2 separate regions of the Mus musculus genome follow, and region 1 is linked to region 2. The links are chromatin contacts, called in public HiChIP or PLAC-seq maps. All regions are on one chromosome and are shown on one strand. Each heading gives the region's core, a stretch centred on a gene start, on an enhancer-like site or on the middle of the called end of the contact. The rest is flanking DNA. Distances are from core to core; before and after follow the strand shown. Region 1 holds the start of Litaf (LPS-induced TN factor). Region 2 has its middle 37 kb from the start of Gm21859.

The links. HiChIP or PLAC-seq counts read pairs in DNA pulled down with a chosen protein or histone mark.
Region 1: a contact with region 2 is called in an H3K4me3 HiChIP or PLAC-seq map of intestinal villus epithelium, with 15 read pairs. The contact joins the promoter of Litaf here to the enhancer-like site in region 2. A contact is called at or near these places in 2 of 39 promoter capture datasets (macrophages and neural stem cells), 3 of 15 datasets of contacts at CTCF or cohesin (CD8 T cells, the NIH/3T3 cell line and embryonic stem cells), 16 of 484 Hi-C or Micro-C datasets (CD8 T cells, the HL-1 cell line, Sertoli cells and 8 more), 17 of 115 datasets of contacts at active chromatin or transcription factors (CD8 T cells, the HPC-7 cell line, bone marrow-derived macrophages and 9 more) and 3 of 9 other capture datasets (adipose tissue, liver and pancreatic islet).

The regions. Positions count from the first base shown.
Region 1 is chr16:10,990,421-10,995,826 of GRCm38.p6, forward strand. Litaf (LPS-induced TN factor) reads right to left here and starts at 2,701. Exons shown (of 4, transcript NM_019980.2): 1 at 2,626-2,701.
Region 2 is chr16:10,949,066-10,954,103 of GRCm38.p6, forward strand. No RefSeq gene overlaps it. Among named protein-coding and RNA genes, the nearest start is that of Gm21859, 37 kb to the left of the region's middle. Within about 2 kb of position 3,231, at least 16 of the 459 cell types and tissues checked have an H3K27ac peak or open chromatin away from gene starts, as enhancers often do. A contact at or near this core is called in cortical glia, intestinal villus epithelium and liver, where this site is marked.

The DNA.
Region 1 (5,406 bases), core at 1,451-3,950, 41 kb after region 2:
GTCTACAAAGTGAGCTCCAGGACAGCCAGGGCTATACAGAGAAACCCTGTCTCGAAAAAACAAACAAACAAACAAAAAACAACAACAACAACAACAAAAAAGATTGAGCAAAAAGACTGGCTTCAGCCCCACCATCTGTGTACAAACAAATTGTGTTTCAATGTCTTTGTTCTAATGTGTCTTTTGTTGAAGGCATTTTGGATGTGAGTCTTAGGATGTTGAGACAGGGGCCATACCTTCTTGTCTACAAACTTAACAAAATAACACACAATTCTCAAAGACCTGTAGTCAAGTGACACTCTCAGTGAGTCTAATGCTGTCATCACTATCCAGACTGAAATGCTCAACAATAAAACAAAGTTATGAGGACCCCAGAAGCAGCACTTGACCTCAAACTCCAATTCCACAGTGGGTAAACACCACTCAAGTTCAGAGCCAGCCATGGGTGGCCAAATGGCAGAGACCGACACACAGAGCAGGGTCTGTTTACCTGTGGATATAAGCCACCTGGTTCCCGGGGCCATTTTCATGGCAGCAGAAAGCCAAAACAAACAAAATACAAATGACTGGTGCCAAGACTCCAGGGCTTCCTCCTACTTTCCACCCTCACCAGAGCTTCAGGGAAATTTGCAGGAAAACTTGAAGTGGGGGGAGGGGTTCTGCCCATTCTCACTTCAGCGTGAGGCCGACATCAGTAGGAATGACTGGGTTAAATGGAAGGCAGGAAAGCAGGAACTGCCTATGGCCAGCCCCTTCCACTCAGCAGGTTTTGCTCTTACTGTGTTCCATCCTGCACTTGTCTACACCTCTGCTGCAGCTCTGCTGAGACCTTTCTGCTTATGTGCAGTGTGCTCAGACCTCAGCTTTCCCATACAACTTTCCCTGTCTAGGAACATCTCCCAATTGCCTAAGCTGGGATTCTGAGCTAAGCTCTGAACTTTTCAACAGCACGCCTGCTTTTCGCCCATAGCATAAGCCACTTAGGGCCAGGAGCCATTTTTTCAGCATTTTCAAAGGACAAGGGGTAGCCCTTTCCCCTCCTACGGCCAGGCCATAAAAGTATTGATGGACAAAGGAATGTATCCGCCAAAGGAAGGGAGCTACTATCTAGGGAGTCTAGTATCTTAGAGACTCAAGACACTGGGTGGATCTGATACCAATCACTGTGTCACTTGATTCAGTAAACTATCATAAGGATATTTTTTCAGGCAGGAATAAAACCATTCATTATTAATGCCTTTAGTGGAATAGGAAGGAGGACAATGGGCCTCTCCCACAGTAAGTAGATCTACAACAAATATTTCTGAGCTGGCCTGAACACCTTTAGAAGGCAGAACAAGGATTGGCTGAGAAGATGAAGTATGGGTGTTATTCTAGGTCAGGCAAGGCAAGCGACACACCCTCTGGATCCTGATCCAACTGATAAAGCCAATCGCTGGAGGAATTAGTGATACCACTCAGCTCCTTTCTCTCTGCATTAGTTCTACTTTAAAAGAGCCAATCTGAGAAGGCTGGAGCGGAGGGCAGAAGAGGAGGCAAGCACCTAGTGGTAGAAATGATTTTCCTTCAAAGGACTCCAATATGGAGTCCAGGAGTCCCTGAACCAGCTTCAGCTCACTCAGGGGAGGACGGTTTAATTCAGAAAAGGCTGGAGGAGCGGCTCAGTGGCACAACCCTGTAATTTCAACACTGTGGAGGCAGAAAAGTCCAGGACCAGCCTCAGCTACATATGGAGTTGGGATGCTAGCCTGGACTATCTAAGACCGTCTCAAAACAGCAAAAAGGGGATGAGCTTAGAGAGCCCCGTGACTTCCACAAACTATTTCCCAATGACTACCGCTCAGTCCAACAGAGAATGACATCAGCTTCACTCTCCGGAAGCACAAACCCGACAAAGTATTAGGTAGGGAATGTCCAAACGACCCTTTCTAAAACACACCCATGCTCTCCTCACCTCTTCCTCTTAAACCTCAACGGAAAGCTGGGGGCACGATACCGAATGACGATCAAAAGCACCGTCTAGACCCACACGGACCTGGAAACCACTGGGAAGTAAGAACTGGGCTGGCAGGACAGGCGGGGGTCACGTCCTCCTTCGCCTGGGCTCTAGACTCCGCGATCCTGAAGTTCCCCTGCTCTCCGATACGCTCGCACCGGTCTGGGAACCCGTGTGAAACTCACAGGGATAAGAGCAAAAGACGCGTGGGCCCGGAACAGCTAAAGAGCATCTGGAAAGTTACTCTACTTTTTCTCTATTCGCTTTTGCTTTCAGAGTACACACAGGGGCGTTCTCCAAATCGCAACTTAGATACTAAAGGTTACTAGAGAAAGTCGCGCCTTTTCCTATAAGCCCGAGGGGCATCATTTGGTGAGGTTCGGACGGAAGCTGGGTAGTCCGAGACTGAGAACCAAACACAACCGCACTGCTGGGACCCCTCGCCCTCAATCCCGCCCAGAGCGCGCCACCCCGGGTCCCACGACATCCCTGCTCGCCCCCCAAGGAGAGCGCGGTGCCCCGGGACTCTAGGCAGGTGGCAAAGCCCGACCCTCGCCTCTGTTGCCGCCCCGTGCCCAGCGCCCCGAATCTGGTGTTCCCCACCGGGCACCCAGCAGGGCCGCACTCACCGCTGCCCGCGCCGCCAGTCGAGCCGGGAGGTCTGCTCTGGCCGCGCGCGCGGGCCGGGAGGGCTCCGGGGAGGCAGGGCGAGCCGGGGGCGGAGATGTTTCGGGGCGTGGCTTGCTGGAAAGGGCCAGATGGGGTGGGGTCTAGGAGGGGAGGAGTAACAGCCTTGAGGCAGGAGGAGTAGGGATGAAGCTACGACCTGAGTGGGCTGGCGAGAGGCGGGGCGCGCGGAGGCGGGGCCAAAAGGTCGGGCGGGAGGCGGACTCTGGAGCCGCGAGGCCTGGGAGAGGGAGGGGAGAGATTATTCTTTGTTTCTAACAGCCACAACTACACCTCCACCAAAGTCAAGGCATAAAGACAACCTACAGAATGGGAGACAACATTTGTATGTTATGTAGCTGATGAAAGTTTATAATTTGAATAAAATTATATGATGAACAGTACTGAGGGTAGAGGCGTATATTCAAGATCGGCCTGATCTAAAACAGTTCCAGGCAAGCTAAGGCTTTATAGTGAGACCAGTCTCAAAAAAACAAAAACTAGCCAGACTGCAGTTCAGCTGTTAGAGGGCTAACATTAGCATGCATGAAAACAGGGTTCATACCCAGCGGCCCATAAATGAGTATAGTGCCACAAGCCCAGCACATTTTACGGCTGAACAGTTTCTCAAAAAAAATGTGGCTAATCTGAGAGACATAGGAAGTTTGAAGCCAACCTCAGATACACAATGAGACCCTGTCTCAACTCATCCCACACATACAAAAAAAAAAAAACATTCTTACAACGTACATGTGTGGGGGGGGTGGGGGGGTGCACGCACACGTGAGCGCACACAAGCTCACAGTAGTGTTTCACTGTGTAGCCCCACCCGGCCTTGAATTCACAGAGATCTGCTTGCTTCTGTCTCCTTAGTGCTGAGGCTAAAAGTGTATGTTACCATGCATGGCTTACATTTTATCCCCTTGCTTTAATGTGAGCACAGTAGCAGACAGAAAAGGCTGCAGGAAGAAAAGGTTTATTTTGGGTCACAGTGTGAGAGGGTTTCAGTCCATCTCCGTGGGAAAGATTTGGCAAAGCTGTTGAGATTATGGCAGCTGAAGCTATGCCGATGCTACTCACATTACAGTAGACCAGGCTGGAGAAGAGGGAGTGATCAGAGACAAGGAATAGAGTTAACCTTCAATGGCCACCCTTAGCAGATAGGCCCTGCCTCCTAAATCCTCCTCTGTAATTTCGGTGCTGGGATGGGAGAGATAGGAAGATCCCTGTTGTTTGCTGGCAGCCAGACTACAGAACTGGAGAGCCTTGGTTCAATTGAGATTCTATACCAAAAAGTATAATGGAGCACACCTGGCAAAGGAAATACCATATTATGGTCATGTAATTGCTTTTCCCTGGGTGAGGCTTATCCATTGTATTCCTCACATGCTGTTCCTAGGGTTTCCCCAAACATGGGTACCTCAAATGCTTAATGTGTGGTATGGGACGAGTAGTTGGGATACAGACTGGGTTCAAGCTCTCCCTTAAATTTTTTTTAATTAAAAAAATAAACACAGAGAACAATTGAAAAAGTCATGTGACATTGGCCTCTGGCCTGTCTACACGCATCTGTGCATGTGTGCTTATGTGTAATAACGTTGGAAGGGAAGGGAAGAAATGCTCTCCCTGGTGCACTGCTGGTACACGTGAGAGGGTGCAGCTGCTGTTCTGATTCCAGGTGGCACACACAACTGAAAACAAGTGTTCCAACGTGTAAGTCTGTACAAGACTGCTGTGGGCCCTGCTGTTCACCAAAGCTGAAGAAAATAAAAACCCAAGTGGTCAACAGATCAGTGGATATGTAAAGTACCATATGTGTGTGCCAAAGAGTAAGAGGTATCCAAACCTAACAAAAGAATTTACTGTTGCTTGCCACCATGGCCCGGAGATCTTGGGAACACTGTGCAGGGTGAAAGAAGGCCGACACAATGACCATTTATCCTATGGTCTCATTTGCATCAAGTGCGCCCAGAGCAGGTAAATTCCTGGACAAAGCAGATTAGTGGCTGGTTGGTGCTAGAAAGATCGGGAGGAGCAGGGGAAGCCACCGCCAGGGATGTCAGAGTGGTGATGGGTGCACGGTGCCGAATGCTTAGAGTGGTGATGGGTGCACGGTGCCGAATGCTTAGAGTGGTGATGGGTGCACGGTGCCGAATGCTTAGAGTGGTGATGGGTGCACGGTGCCGAATGCTTAGAGTGGTGATGGGTGCACGGTGCCGAATGCTTAGAGTGGTGATGGGTGCACGGTGCCGAATGCTTAGAGTGGTGATGGGTGCACGGTGCCGAATGCTTAGAGTGGTGATGGGTGCACGGTGCTGAATGCTTAGAGTGGTGATGGGTGCACGGTGCCGAATGCTTAGGTGCCACTGATGGGGAGCTCAAAGACAGTTAAAAGGTTACATTTTATGCTATGTAAACTGACTCCTTTCTTCCTTTTTCTTTCTTCCTTCCTTCATTCCGTTCTTCTCTTCTTCACGAAAGGTATTGGTGTAGGCATCTGCTGCCACACCCAACTTTATCTCCATGTGTGTCGGTGCAGTGTTTGTATGTACATGAAAGCAAGTGTGTGTGTGTGTGTTTTGCTTATTTCTCTCTGTGTGTGTACACGAGTGTGAGTGCAGAAGCCAGAAGTTAACGGGGGGGGGGGGGGGGGGGGGGAATGAAGAACAATCAAAGAAGACACCTGATATTTTGAAACAGGTCTCTCAGAAACCCTGGAGCTGCTGTTTCAGCTCTGGTGGGTG
Region 2 (5,038 bases), core at 1,981-4,480:
CTTTGGATGAAGTAGTAGAACTCTCAGCTCTGCTTGTGCCATGCTCCCACCTTGATGATAATGGACTGAACCTCTGAACCTGTAAGCCAGCCCCAATGAAATGTTGTTTTTATAAGACTTGCCTTGGTCATGATGTTTGTGCAGGAATAGAAACCCTGACTAAGACAGGACCTAAGTTCAACTCCCAGCCACATGAAAGCCAGACATGTGGCTCACACCTACAACCATAGCACTGGGGAGGGGGAGCCCAGATCGGGCTGGCTAGTCTATGGGCTAGCCCAAAGTAGTGAATTTCAGATTTAATAAGAAACTCAGTTTCATAAGCTAAGGGGTCTGGGAAGAGTCCAGATTCCTGCACCATGTTGGGCAGATCACAATTGCCTGTAACTCTAGCTTCAGGAGATCAAAGCCCTCTTCTGGCCACTGTGGTCATGTACACACACACACACACACACACACACACACACACACACACACAAATAAAAATGTAAAAAGAGCCAGATATAAGGACATAAGTCCATATGTGCACGTGTGCATGCACACACAGACATACACACACAGAGAAATGCAGTGCACAATACTTCAGCATTGCCACAGCCTTGTGCATCTATCACACAGGCAGGTTTAAATTGCTTTGAAAGGAAACCTTAAGATCTTTAATCCAGAGCCTCTGGCCTCTGGCCCTGGCCACCATTTTTATTTTTATGGGTGTGTCCTTTGGATATTTCACACAAGCAGTGTGGCATATGGTCTTTTGTATATGCCTTCCTTTTCAAACAGGTGGTGTTCCCATCCCAAACATTGTTACTGTCCAGAGCCCTGATCCACAAGGCTGAAATCACAGCTTCTGGGGCCTATGGTGCTTGCCATGGTGACTTCAGGGAGAGGTAGAAAGCTGAGTCCCAGAAGGTTGTCTGAAGGGTGGCATGCCTAGTGGGGACACAAAATGCACCTACAGGTGACATGCACACTGAAACAGTGCTGGCCAGGGAGTGCCGGGCAGTTTCTTGTGGCCTCCAAGAACAGATCCTAACAGTAATAATAAGAACACTGTCCCCAGGAAGCTGTAGCTAGCACTGATAAAACCCTCACATGGAGCAATTCCATCAGTGCCTCAGCCATGCCCCCCCCCCCAGGTGGAGCAGGCCTCAGAGAGAGTAGGTAAGTCACTCCCCCAACCTCACACAGCTTCTGAGGGTTTTAATCTACTCTAGCTGAAGAGGCCTTGCTCTTTTAACCCTGGTGGCTTTCCTCGGCCCATCTCCACCTTCTCCCCTGGGAGAGTCTATCTCAGCCTATAGTCTGGATTCTCCCCATCCAGAGTCAGGAGAGTGAGCCAAAGCCTACCATCTCTGCTGTGTGGGCTCCAGGCAACACAGAAATGTTGACAGAGTGGGCATTCTACAAACCGGTGCCTACGCCCCACCGCAGCAACAGAATCACCAGGGTGGCCCCTCCTCCCGTCCTCCCAGCCATTGGTAGCTCATGGTTCTGCAGTCATTCCAGAACAAGAAAGGAGCTCCACACCCGGCCTCATCGCTTCACGTTTATAGTATTACAGGGCCAAACCTTGGTCAGCTGGCCATGGAGCCAGGATAAGGGACAGCATTCATGCAGACAAGCACCTGATGCAGACCCTGCCCCCACTTCCTATTCCCACGCCTACACTCCTGGCGCTAACGTGACGTCACTTCCTCTCACTGCACAATGACCAGAGCATGAGCCAGGCCTACTGCACATAGGCCGGGACTATTGGGTCAGAAGCCTACATCCTTCTAAGAATTTATTTTCTCTGTTCTGGAGACAGAAGCCAGGGCCTTGCCCGTGTGAGCTAAGTGCTCACTGCACACCTATAGCACTTGTTTCTTGTTTGATACTGTTTCACACTGATTTTATTTTTGTGTTTCTTTTTAAAGATTGCTATTTTGTATGTGTATGTTCCTGAGTACACTTATGTGAAACAGCCAAATACACATATGTACAATACATGTGTGGGTACCTGCAGAGCACAGAAATTAGTGCCAAATCTCCTGGAGCTGTAGTTTTGGGCAATTGTGAGCCACCCAGAGTTGGTGCTGGGAACCACACCCTGCCCCTCTGTAAGGGCAGTGAGCGCTTCTGACTGTGAGCCATCTCCCCACCACCTGCTCCCACCCCCAGCTTTGCTATTATGTTTTGATTTTCACTTTTTCCCAAGACCATATCCTTGTTCACAATTTTAGGTTTATAGAAAAAAAAATGAAAGAAAGCCAGGGGTGTCCCGTCCTTCTGTTTCATGCCTTCAGCCTGCCCACACTCCACAGCCCACACCATGGAGCTCCAGCTGCTAGGAGTCTTGGACCCACCAGTGGCTCAAGTGGCTCACAAGAAGGTTGCTTCTGAACATGATGGTGCAAGCCTACTATCTCAGACTCAAGAGGCTGAGGCAGGAGGATCAAAATTTCCCTGGAGATATTTTCTGTGTCTCAGAAAAGCAAAAACAAGAGGTGGGTTGTGTGTGTGTGTGTGTGTGTGTGTGTGTGTGTTATGTAGCCCAGGCTGACCCAGAAAGTCTGATCCTCCTGCCCTCCATGCCCCAAGTGCTAGGTGAACTGCTCAGATAGTGCTGGGAATTAAGCTCAACGACTCCCTCCCACTAGGCAACACCCTGCCCACTGAGTCAGGTCCCCAGCATTCCTGTGCAGAGCCAGGGACATCCCATGGGAAAGGTCACCAGCAGAGGGCCCTCGAGCTGCGGGAGCCTGGTGGGCCTGCCTTATGAAATGCTGCTTGTCTGTTATCTTTGGGAAGAAAGGAGCAGGAAGGCTCTGTCCCTTTTCCATTGACTGTTCAATGAACTGTATGACCTTTGAAAACCTGCTTTCTTTCTTCCTTTCTTTCTTTTTTTTTTCCTCTTTCTCTTTCCTTTTCTTTTCTTTTCTCTCCTTTTCTTTTTGAGACAGGGTTTCTCTACAACACAGCCCTGCTGTCCTAGGGCTGACTCTGTAAACCAGACTGGCCCCAAACCCACAGAGATGCCTTTGCCTCTGCCTCCCAAGTACTGGGATTAAAGGTGTGCACAGTCACTGCCTGTCAAAAACAAGTTTCATGATCTCTTTGTGTTTATTCATTCACAGGCAAAAACCAAAGGGCTGAAAATGATAAGCGAAGTGTTTCCTCCCTGTGTTCAATGGAGAACAAAGGCCAGAGAGGAGTCAGAAGCAGGAGCTGTCACGTGAGGAGCCTAGCATGGCCCAGACTCTGGAGACAGATGGTGCAGTCAGCAGACACAGTAGACCAGCAAGCACCCTGCTCACAGGAGAGGGCAGAGATTTACACAAAAGCAATACAACTCATAGCAAGCAACTATGTGCTCCTCTACAGGCATACAACTATCTTAGGTACCAGCATGTCACTTGTAAGCATTTACCCACAAGAGGAGAAAGCACACAAGGGGCCAGCCAAATGACCCAGCTTGTAAAGGTGCTTGCCACCAAACCTGATGACCTGAGTTCAGTCCGCAGGACCCACACGATGGAAGGAAAGAAGTGGCTCGTACTCTGTCTAAGCCTCTATATGTACACCATGGTACATGTGCGCCTACACAGTCACACACCCAATAAATGAACGGGGGCGGGGGGGAAGACACACAACTTCATTCTGTATGGATGTCCACAGCTGCTTTTTTTTTTACTCAGAGTTAGAAACAACACAAACAGCCCTCAAAAAGAACCTAGATAGACAGGTTGGGTAATCCATGAAGTGGAATACTATACAACAATAAAAAGGTGCAAGGTCTAAGGATTGACATCATAGTCCACAATCTCAGGAAGGGAGGGCTCACCTGGACATGTATCAGTAACTTAACTCTGAGCATTGCAGTATTTACCTCTGTTAATTAAGTAAGGAGACTTGCCAAACAGCTGCAGTGTGTAGCCAGCCCACACTGTCCTAACTACTGCTCTGATGTGGGGTGCTGGGAAAACTCTTAATGACAGGCTGACACCCACAAACATACCAGTGAACCCTTACTCATTGCCAGCTGATAGACTTTCCCAATCAGAGGTCAGGTTCCTGATCCTGCTGGAACCAAGGCCTCAGGCCAGCTGAGAGACGGCAGCAGGCAGGAAGGCAAACTCACAGCCCATGACTCCTCACTGCAAGGTGGGCTGGAGAAGCTCCGCCTCCTCTTCCGTCTCTATGGGACACTTCCAGGTGCCCAGTACTCCTGGTGTTGCGGGCTCTCCATGTTACATGGGGAGGGGGTCTAGGCATGGACAGTCACCAAGTGCTGAATGCAAGCCAGGAGAAAGGCATAGAAAAATCCCTCCTCCTTCCTCCCATAAAAAGTTCTCCGCAGGGGCACATACATGAAGAGGATGCGCTGCTTAAGACTCCTGTTTCCTTCCTAATGCTAAGTCTTTCAAAAGAGCTTGAACTGCCAGCCTGATCCTTGGCTGTCTTTCACTGTCCCAGGCTATGCACTCTGACCTCAAGAAGCCACTGGCACTGTGTACTCAAGCTCAGAAAGCAGCACATGGTTTCTATCCAAAGCCCCACTGTCCTTCCCCAGGAGTGGGCTCTGGACCAGAACACTCCGGTCGGGGCTCCCACCAGGTCCCTGGATGGGCGTGTGTACAGCACATGTGTCGGCACAGCCACACTGGGTAGTTTGGCAAGCTCATTTATTTTGGAGGGCTCTCTTTTGGTTTTGAGATGGGGGGTCTCACTACAGGTCAGGCTAGCCTGAAAATCCTGATCTTTCTGCCTCCACCTCTGATGTTCAGGAATGATAGGTGTGCCTCACCAAGCCCCACTTGATCAGCTTGTTAATGATAATTTCCATCTGCAAATGCGCCCGCCCACCCACCATCACCCAGAATTTCAAAAGAATATAAGAAGGGCACTAAGCTATGTCGGATCAGGTGTAGTCGATGCTGCTTGCCTAGCGTGCGTGAAGTTCTGGGTTCTGTGCCCAGCACTAGATAAAGGCTAGTGAGCATGTCTGTAATGACAGCAGCGGGGAGGTGGAGGCTTATGTTATCCTGAGATGTAGTGA